Regions from separate parts of the Gossypium hirsutum genome. Here region 2 is linked to region 1. The links are chromatin contacts, called in public Hi-C maps. All regions are on one chromosome and are shown on one strand. The core of a region is the stretch at or near the end of the contact, and the rest is flanking DNA. Distances in the headings are between cores, read along the strand shown.

The links. A called contact is a pair of places that touch in the nucleus more often than the background predicts.
Region 2: a contact with region 1 is called in a Hi-C map of leaf, with 2.0 times the contacts expected there. The contact joins the promoter of LOC121208437 here to the enhancer-like site in region 1. A contact is called at or near these places in 2 of 34 Hi-C or Micro-C datasets (both in leaf).

Annotation. Positions count from the first base shown.
Region 1 is chrA10:93,210,642-93,216,350 of Gossypium_hirsutum_v2.1, reverse strand. It overlaps LOC107896659 (protein NRT1/ PTR FAMILY 4.3), which reads left to right and starts at 776. Exons shown (of 3, transcript XM_016821877.2): 1 at 776-1,062; 2 at 1,600-1,817; 3 at 2,263-3,913. The coding sequence starts at 936. The coding sequence ends at 3,711. Within about 2 kb of position 4,085, at least 3 of the 9 cell types and tissues checked have an H3K27ac peak or open chromatin away from gene starts, as enhancers often do. A contact at or near this core is called in leaf, where this site is marked.
Region 2 is chrA10:93,478,996-93,484,119 of Gossypium_hirsutum_v2.1, reverse strand. It overlaps LOC121208437 (SWI/SNF complex component SNF12 homolog), which reads left to right and starts at 2,344. Exons shown (of 2, transcript XM_041079035.1): 1 at 2,344-4,572; 2 at 5,117-5,124. The coding sequence starts at 2,999.

The DNA.
Region 1 (5,709 bases), core at 2,836-5,335:
TTTCTAAAAATTGAGGTTTAGCGGCACATGAATAAACTAAAACAACTGAATGTATAAAATTGAAAGTAGTTTTTGTATGAGTGAAGGTGAAGAAATTAAAAAAGAAAAAAACAAAAGCAGTATGTAAACAGAGTGGAATGATTATTTTGACCTATTAAAAAAAATAAATTTATTTTTTAAAAATAAGGATGGATTTGGATTGATTAATATAAAAATAAGGATAACAAGAGTCTAATATGAGACTAAACCCACCACCATCCAAATATACCCTTGTGGACTTCAAAAAGTATCAATTGTGGACCACCATTGGAAAAGGCAACACATTTCACACGCTCCTTCAAATTACGTCATACACATGCTGTAAATCTTTTTTAACGAAACATATTAACCTATTAAAATGTTTAAAATATATTTCTCAAAACTCTTAAAATGACATGTTATAATATTCTGCATCTGTTAGTATAATTTTGTAAGATTTTCAAGTAAATTAATGTCTGATTTCAGTCGGCTTTTTAATTATGAATAGGTTACATCTCTTACAACCCATTAAGCATAAAGTAATCTAAATAAATTTTAATCTGCTTTTAAATAAACCGCAGATTGAGTCACATGTTTCATGTCTAGGGTGCACAAGAGATTAAACAAATATATTACTATAATGATAATATTTGGGGAGGAGGAGGAGGAGGAGGAGGCGCAAGTGATACACACACGGTTATGGTGCGTGTGGGGTTTAAATTCAAGTGAATAATAATTTCACAAAAATCTATGGGAGGGGGGATTGACCCATGGGGATGGAGAGGGGGAGGGGGTTATAAATTTAGGACAAAACCAACCCACTTGCGTGTCTCAAAAACAAATCCCAGCAGCACCATTGGTTTGGAGTAAGACAACATCAAAATCACCTTTCTGGGTTTTCAGTTTTCACTTCCCAAATGGAAGAAGGAAGAGGGACTGACAAAGGCGAAATGAAACACCAACAAGAGAACACTGTCGATTGGAGAGGCAGACCTTCCAATCCTAAGAAGCATGGCGGCATGTCTGCTGCTGCATTTGTTCTTGGTTTGTTCTCTTTCTCCTTCTCTCTCTCTTTTTTAAATGTTGTCTTCTATAATTAAGCTATTACATGAAGATTCTTGTGTCTGAAAATAAAGTATTTTTCGATGATCATTTACGTACCCTACTATTGCCCAGTCCAGCCACCGTGTCTATATTTTTTTCCCGAAAAAATTTGAGGTGAGAGCAAGCCATCGCTCTCATAAATGGTTGAAAGAGACCAGTCAGGTCAGGTTTGAACCCTAGTGATATTATGAGTTGGTCAACCCATGTTGACCGCCATGTCTATATTTAAGTTCCTTCAGATCTGCATATATACATATTATAGATCAGTTGTTGTTTTTGTTTGAAAAAGTGGGTTATTTTGTGGCTAATTCATAGATTTGAGACATATTATTTTTGAGGGTTAGTCTTAATAATTTTCATGTATGTATTATAGTTTTAGGGTGCAGCATGGTTATAGAGAAAAAGACATGGTTTGATTCTCTGTCATCAAAATTGGGTAATATATAATAAAGGAAAAGTGTGATGTGGAAAATGCAGGGCTACAAGCATTTGAGATAATGGGAATAGCAGCCGTAGGGAACAACCTTATAACATATTTGATAAACGAGATGCATTTCTCGCTGTCAAAGTCAGCAAACATAGTGACAAACTTTGTTGGAACAATCTTCCTTTTGGCCCTCCTTGGTGGTTACCTTTCCGACTCTCATCTTGGGTGCTTCTGGACCATCATTCTCTTCGGCTTTGTGGAGCTTTCTGTAAGCTTCCCCCCCCCCCCCTTTTTTTTCTACTGTTGATAATGCTTCATTTTATACACGTCAATTAGACTATGACACACCATCTAAAATATATTATTTAAATGATATCTTATCATTTCACCATCAAGAATGCATACAATTATATACTATCAACACTGTACCATATGCAGTAGAAGTTTGGCCAACACTGTGCCATTTTTTTTTCATCTTTATTCATTTATAAGAATAAACTCACATGATATCTTTTCATTTAAAGTAAGTTACTTGTTTTATTTTTAATGAGTGACATCACAGTAAACTTAGATACTAATTTTATTTAATTTAATTTATACATTTTTACAAACTTTTACAAACTATCTGAATTTTATGATTTAAAAAAAATAGAGTATTAATTAAAATGGTTGTGTATTTCATCATTAATTTGTTTCTTTCTAAACGTATATAGGGTTTCATATTACTGTCAGTCCAAGCTCATCTTCCTCAACTAAAGCCAGCCAAGTGCAACATGTTAACTGATGGAGACATGTGTGAAGAAGCAAAAGGCTTCAAGGCCTTGATTTTCTTTGTGGCACTTTACTTGGTGGCATTAGGAAGTGGATGTGTGAAACCCAACATGATTGCTCATGGAGCTGATCAGTTCAATCTTCAAACCAATCCCTCACACTCTAAGAAGCTCTCAACCTACTTCAATGCTGCCTATTTTGCCTTCTCCATGGGTGAACTCATTGCCCTAACTGTTCTAGTATGGATCCAAACCCATGCCGGTATGGATGTCGGGTTTGGAGTTTCGGCCGCCGCCATGGCCATGGGACTAATCGTTGTGGTTTCCGGGACATTGTATTACAGAAACAAGCCTCCTCGAGGAAGCATCTTCACTCCCATCGCTCAAGTTTTTGTTGCTGCCATGTTAAAGAGGAAACAAATTAATCCAGAGCTGATGATCAATAGAGATCAAAACCAAGCTGAATCTGGAAATGTGGTTCAGACACAAAGGTTCAGGTTCTTAGACAAGGCGTGCATCAAAGTTGAAGATGGAAGCAATACAAAGGAAAGTCCATGGAGATTGTGCAGTGTTACACAAGTGGAGCAAGTGAAGATATTGATTTCAGTGATTCCTATATTTGCTTGCACCATTGTTTTCAATACCGTTTTGGCTCAACTACAAACATTCTCAGTGCAACAAGGAAGTGCAATGGATACTCAGCTAACCAAGTCTTTCCATATCCCACCAGCTTCCCTTCAGTCGATCCCTTACATCATACTCATCTTCCTAGTCCCATTATACGACAAGTTCTTCGTCCCTTTTGCCAGGAAGATTACCGGTCACGAATCCGGAATTTCGCCTCTACAGAGGATAGGCTCGGGTCTTTTTCTCTCAACCTTTTCGATGATTGCCGCGGCACTTATGGAGAAGAAGAGAAGGGACTCGGCTTCGGGTTCGGGCGAAATAATATCCATCTTTTGGATCACCCCACAGTTCTTAATCTTCGGATTATCGGAGATGCTTACTGCGGTTGGCCTAATTGAGTTTTTCTACAAGCAATCCTTGCAACGGATGCAAGCATTTCTGATGGCAATGACCTATTGTTCTTACTCATTTGGGTTCTACTTGAGCTCAGTACTGGTTTCTCTAGTAAATAAGATCACATCTTCTTCTTCGAAAGGCGGTTGGCTTAGCGACAACGATCTCAACAAAGACAGACTAGACCTTTTCTACTGGTTGCTAGCAGTCATTAGCTTCCTCAACTTCCTAAACTATCTCTTCTGGGCTAGATGGCATTCTCACAATTCTTCTGCATCACCCACCATACAAAATGAAGCAGATGGGATGGGGTTGAACCACTACATCTTGACCAAACATTCAAAAGATGTAGTAGATGAGAATATACCATAAACATGGGACATTATGGCAATTATCTACCACTAATAGTATTGTATTATATATGAACAAGTATTATTACACCATGCAAAAAGGCTCTTTAAGAACTATACAAGTTGTTTAGAAAAAAGTTAACATTTCAGGCTACCTTTTGTTAGTGGCAAACTGGAAATCAAGTGTAATCTCGTTTGTTTGACTAATAATAGATTTGATATCAGACAGAGGTATTAGCTAAAATAAATAGACTGCTTTATTATTTGATAGTTGGGAAATTTAGGAGGAAAAAGAAGATGCCCCTTTTAGAAATGAAGGGTCCCAATGGATCACTATCAACTTTGTTCTTGAGCCATTCACATAGATTCAATGCATCTTCCTACTGCTCGGCTTTTATCCATTCATCAAGTCATTCAGAGCAGCTTTCGGTTTCCATTAGATGACAAGAAAAGAATATGAAAGTTGCAACTGGTGACATAGCTAGCTGGAAGGTTTAAGGGGGCCACTTGTTTTAGAGCTGGTATGTCAAACTACTGTTTGTGATGCATGAATATGCAACATAATCAAGCTCCAATAGATTAAGTCAACTGGGGGAAAAAGGAGGCCTAAGACATCCATTAGCAAATTTTTTGAGAAGTGACCCACTTCTTACCATATGCTAAGAGACATGTCTCAAACATGTCCTTATGTTGGAGCTTGGCCCCCACTGCAACATACTTCACTATCAGTCTCCTCATAAAGCCCACTAGATTTCATTATGTTTTAGTTGCGAGACTGACTAGGAACCAGACTGAAACACTTGTTGATGGATGGAATTGAGTAAGACTATGATTTTATTTCAACAAATTTAATGCAGAAATTTATATTGGATCCTGTCTAATCCTTCAGCCCTATAAAACAATTAATTATATAAAAAAATAAAACATTTGATTTTTTATATAAAAATATTTTAATTATTTAATTTTGATAAATTCCGAATAACAAACGTAACTAATGTAACTCAAACTCAAGCCATACTTAAAGGTAATGAACAACCTAAACCATCAAACAATGACATGAGATTCTTAAGGAATTATATTGTGTATTCTGCTTCTTATTTTATTTTATTTTCCAAAATTTTGATAAATAAAATATTGTGTTGGAAGATGATGTATTAAGGTTCTTAAGGAATTATATTGAATCGGTTTTGTGCAATATTAGGCTATGGATTGATCTGCCTGTGATGTCTTCAAGAATAATTGTGTTGAATTTGCGCATTGATCTGCATTTTGAGTTAGATTTGTGTCTAATTCTAAATTGTGTTTCTAAAATGTTTGTATTAAGGGGCAGTGTTGAGGTTGGCTTATCAAATTTGTGGAAAAAGAATTGTGGCAACTTTTATCTATGATTAAAATTGTACCTTATCAAATAAAAATAAAAATAAAAATTGTTAATTGCATTTCATTAAGAAAATTAAACTTTTGTTTGAGTCGGCTTGAATTACTGTATTTTATGTATGATTAACTTTGAACAAAATTCGAATTTATATTTTGAATTAGATTAAATTTGGATAGAAATAATGCCTAAAAACTCTTCAAACCTAGCTCAGATAACTCTACCGTTGGCGGACTAATGACTCCTTTTGGTGCCCATTTCCCTCCAGTTCAATGTGTTTGGGGGATTTTTCAGTGTAATCACACTGGTCGGAGCTGTTTGGATTGCAAACCGGCGATGTGATGAAATCCATCTGCCACCAATTGAAATAGGATTTTTCAGTGGTCAGCAAAGTGGCAGTGGGCTCACTGCAGTTGTGCTTTTACCTTTTTATCTTTTTCATGTATTTTTTGGGTAAACTATCAAAATAGTTACTTTTGTTTATATAAGATTACATTTTAATCACTTATGTTTGAAATGTTACGTTTTGGTCATTTACGTTATCACGTTGTAACATTTTAGTCACTGAGCCGTTAATTGTCGTTAACGGTATAATAGTATGCTGACATGGCACGTTAAATCATCATTTTAAACAAAAAAATTTAG
Region 2 (5,124 bases), core at 1,095-3,594, 270 kb before region 1:
AAATTTTATAAAATTAAGATGTAATAAAAAATAAAAATATTTATAAAATTATATGTGTTGTAAAATCTTATAAAATTAAAAGATTATAATTTTGAAATTCGTGTGTTGGCCCCTACTTAGAAGTCTACTAGAGATCAGAAATTGTTGAATAAAGAATAAGATATTTCTTTTTTCCCTTTCAAGTGATCGAAAAATAAAGAAATAGTTAATATATTCAAGAAAATTACTTATTTACAAAATACCATCTCAACGTATCCTATTTCATTAGATTCGGGATGTGAGATGGTTCCGAATTGGATGAATTGGGCCGTTCCAATAAGATTTCATTCTTGAACAAAAATCCATTTTTTGATTCATTTCATCTATTCCATGACCAGAACAGGAGGGAATACATGTTGTACCACGATTTTGAATCAATGCCAGATTTAATCACTCTATTAATAACCGAGTCAGATCTAGTGTATTATAAAGGATTTGCCTTTTCTATTGATTCTTATGGATTGGATAAAAAACATTGACCTGATAGTCAAAGTGTTCATTGTTTCAAGTGTGGGCCTTTTTATTAAAATAACCCCTTAATTTTAATTAAGTACCAAAATGACCCACTTTTTTAATTAAACACCAAAATGACCTGAAATCTACAGTAAAAGTTGGTGGAGCCAAATTATATGGCGCCACCAACTTGCCACGTCAGCAGGGAGCATAAAAAATTAATTTTTGGTTGGAGCCATGTAGAATGGTGCCACATGTATAAATACCAGAAAAATACTGAAATTTTTGAAAACATGGGAGGATTTCAAAAAAATTAACCATTTTTTTGGTGGAGCTGGCGCCACCTGATTCTGCCATGTCAGTCCTTGTTTTTTTTTTTACTTTTTGACTTTTACTTTTTTTATCTTTTATTTATTTATTTATTTTATTATTATTATTTTTAAAAATTTTAAAATATATATTTGAAATATTTTATTAATATATATTTTTTACATTTTAAATATATATTTTTAAATTAATTTTTTAAATTTTAAATATTATTTTTTAAATATTTAAATATTTTAAACTTTCAAATTTGTTATTAGTTTTTATAATAATTTAAATATTATTTAATTTGTTTTATAATATTTTAAATTATGATTTTTAAATTATTTTTAAAGATATTCAAACCATTTTTAAATTCTATTTAAAAGTTAAAAATAATATTTTATTTAAAAAGTGAAATTTAAATTAATAAAAAAATTAAAAAATATTTTTCAATTTCTAAAAATACTGCAAGTTTTGGAAAAATAGGAGACTTAAAAATATTTTTTTAACTCTCCTGCTGAAAAATATTTTTTAATTTTTTTATTAATTCAAATTTCACTTTTTAAAATAAAATATTATTTTTAACTTTTAAATAGAATTTAAAAAATGGTTTGAATATCTTTAAAAATAATTTAAAAATTATAATTTAAAATATTATAAAATAAATTAAATAATATTTAAATTATTATAAAACTAATAACAACTTTGAAAGTTTAAAATATTTAAATATTTTAAAAATAATATTTAAATTTTAAAAAATTAATTTCAAAATATATATGTAAAATTTAAAAAATATATATTAATAAAATATTTCAAATATATATTTCAAAATTTTTAAAGTTAATAATAATAAATAAAGACAAAAAGACAAAAGAAAAGTCAAAAAGTCAAAAAGTAAAAAGTAAAAAGTAAAAAAAATAAGGACTTACATGGTCTGGCGGCGCCATTTAAGTTGGCTCCATCAGAAAAATGGTTAATTTTTTTGAAGTCCTCTCATGTTTTCAAAAATTTCAGTATTTCTTTGGTATTTATACAGGTGGAGCCATTCTATATGGCTCCACCCAAAAATTAATTTTTTATACTCCCTGCTGATGTGGCAAGTTGGTGGCACCATATAATTTGGTTCCACCAACTTTTACTGTAGATTTCAAGTCATTTTAGTGTTTAATTAAAAAAGTGAATTATTTTTATACTTAATTAAAATTGAGGAGTTATTTTAATAAAAAGACCTTCAAGTATGACTTGGATTTGAATCGTGTTAGTCGCATTGTTGTTTTTCCTCTAAAAAAAAGTTATAATTTTAAAATATTAGAAGAGGAGCATTTTAGTAATATATAATAATAGATTGGAGAATTTTTCTTAAATTCGACCCTAACTAAATGTCAAAAATTTGATTAAAGAATATAGTATTATATATTAGTATAGTTTAGTGTTTAAATTTGAGCTTTGTATTTTTCAAGTATAATAATTTTATTTAAATCCTTTTTAAGTTTTGAAAAGAATATTCGAGCTTATACAAATACCCGATAATTTAAGAAGTTTACTATTAAAAGGTAACTAACCCGATCCATAATAATGAAGAAGCCCGGTCCTTTTGCGTCGGATACGGGTCGGTCGGGGCTTTGTTGCTGGTAAATGGCATAGAGAGAGAGAGAAGAGTAGCAAACGAGGCAGCGATAGCGAAGTCTGTTTTTCGTTTTCTCTCTCTATAGCTCAAAGTCTTGGTTTGCTGGAAGAGAAGCCAAAACCGCAAAAGCTTATACCTTCCAAATCTCTTCAATCTTTCGTAAGACTATTGCAGAAGGTTTTTTTTTTCCCTTTTTATTTGTTACGTTGTTCGTTCCCTCTTAATTCCTCTCTTTTACTTTCACCTTTCTCCCCTTTATCTAATTTTGTCAAATTGGAGTTCTTTGTTTCTTGCACTTTTTATCTTTATTTTCCCTTCATTTCCTCAATTTTTTTGGTAAAATTTGGTTTGAATTCTATGTCTTTGTGGCTTTTGCAAAAATTAGGGCCCTTTTGGGGGTGTAGGTACCCTTTAGGGTTCAACTTCTAAAGGTTCGATTTTGAAGGAAAATTTTGCTTATTTTGGTGCTTTTTATTTTTGGGAATTTGCTGAGGTAGCTCGGGATTTACTTTGTTCTGAATGCTTTAGGCTTGATAGGTGTTTGATATTTCGCCTAAGTGAACTAGATTTGTGATGTCCATGAACAACAATAATCCCCCCAAGAGCCTTGGGGCGTCTTCGTCTCCCTTCAGTAGTGCGGGGATGCCTGCAAACCCTGTATTCTCGCAAGTACAAGTACAAGCACAAGCACAAGCACAAGTACAAGCACAACTTAGTGCTGGTTTTCAAGCTCAGTTTCAGCTATCCCAAGCTCAGGCCCTTGCATTGGCTCAGTCAAAAGCTCAGGCCCTTGCTCGAGCTCAAGGGCAGGCAGCTCATGCCCAGTTCCAAGCACAACTTCAAGCTCAAAGTTTGTCTCTTAACCAAGCTCAAAATGCTGGTATTGGTAATTTAGGTTCGACTTCGCCATCCTTTTCTACTCCTGGCAGTGCAAGTGTGAAGAGGATCTTTCAAAGGCCCCCTATGCGTCCTCCTGGTGTTCCGATGACAAACACAATGTCCCCTTTGAGAATGATGGAACTTACACCTGCCGCACGAAGAAAGAAGCAGAAGCTTCCTGACAAACAGTTACAAGAAAGAGTGGCTGCAATTCTTCCCGAATCTGCTTTGTATACCCAGCTTCTTGACCTTGAGACACGTGTTGACGCTGCGGTTGCTCGGAAAAAAGTTGACATCCAAGAAGCACTTAAAAACCCTCCTAGTGTTCAGAAAACTCTTCGAATATATGTTTTCAATACATTTGCTAATCAGGTTCAGACAATTCCAAAGAAGCCTAACGCAGAGCCCCCTATGTGGACCCTTAAAATTATTGGGAGGATCTTGGAAGAGGGGATAGATCCAGATCAGCCTGGGTTTGTTAATAAAACAAACCCCTTGTACCCGAAATTTTCTTCTTTCTTCAAAAGAGTGACTATCTCTTTGGACCAGAGATTATATCCAGATAATCATATCATTATATGGGAACATGCTCGATCTCCCACACCACAAGAAGGTTTTGAGGTGAAGAGAAAAGGGGAAAAGGAATTCACTGTGAATATAAGGTTGGAAATGAATTATGTACCTGAAAAGTTTAAGCTTTCTTCAGCTTTAATGGAAGTCCTTGGCATTGAGGTTGATACGCGCCCCAGAATTTTAGCTGCAATTTGGCATTATGTGAAGGCTAGAAAACTTCAGAACCCATATGATCCGTCCTTTTTTAATTGTGATGCACAGCTTCAGAAAGTTTTTGGGGAAGACAGAGTGAAATTTACCATGGTTTCACAGAAGATATCGCAGCATTTGTCTCCACCACCACCCATACATTTGGAGCATAAAATCAAGCTTTCCGGGAACAGTCCTGCTGGAAATGCATGCTACGATGTGTTAGTTGACGTGCCCTTTCCTATACAGAGGGAATTGTCTGCTCTGTTGGCAAATGGAGAGAAGAGCAAAGAGATTGATGCTTGTGATGAAGCAATATGTGCTACCATAAGGAAAATTCATGACCACTGTAGAAGACGTGCATTTTTCCTAGGATTCAGTCAATCTCCAGTAGAATTTATAAATGCTTTAGTTCAGTCTCAGAGCCAGGATCTGAAAATGGTAGCTGGAGAACCTAGTCGAAGTGCTGAAAAAGAGCGGCGATCAGATTTCTTTAACCAATCTTGGTAAGCTCATTGTTTTTTTCTGTTTTGTTACTGACTTGCAGGTACTGTTGTTATGTATCATTTAGCTCTAGTTAGGAACTGTAGCGGCCTAGCCTATCACTTCAGACATGCAGCCATTCCTACTGATACTATCTTGATTCTTGAATTCTAATTGATTTGGTAGAAACCTGAGTCTTTGATTGACCCTTCTATCATATTTGCTTGTGCCTTGTCTAAACTGTTTACCAATTCTTCCCTCTCATCACCAAGTGGTGAGTACTGTTATTTCTTGAGACTTTTTGTTCTTTGCAAAAGAGCTCATATCTGAACACTAGACAAGCGGGTGGCAGATCATCAAGTTTTACTTCATTCACGCCTGCATCTTGTTTAAGCTTCGAGACTTAATCTTAAAATCTTTTGATTGACACGTGACAACTCTTGCAGTATTTGAGAAAGATAAATCTGTTTGCAGTCTAAGAACCTAATGATAACAATAAAGGTGATAATAGAATTTCCGAAAAACTATGAAAGACATAATTAAGTTCTTTTTTGGTGGTTCTAACAGGGTTGAAG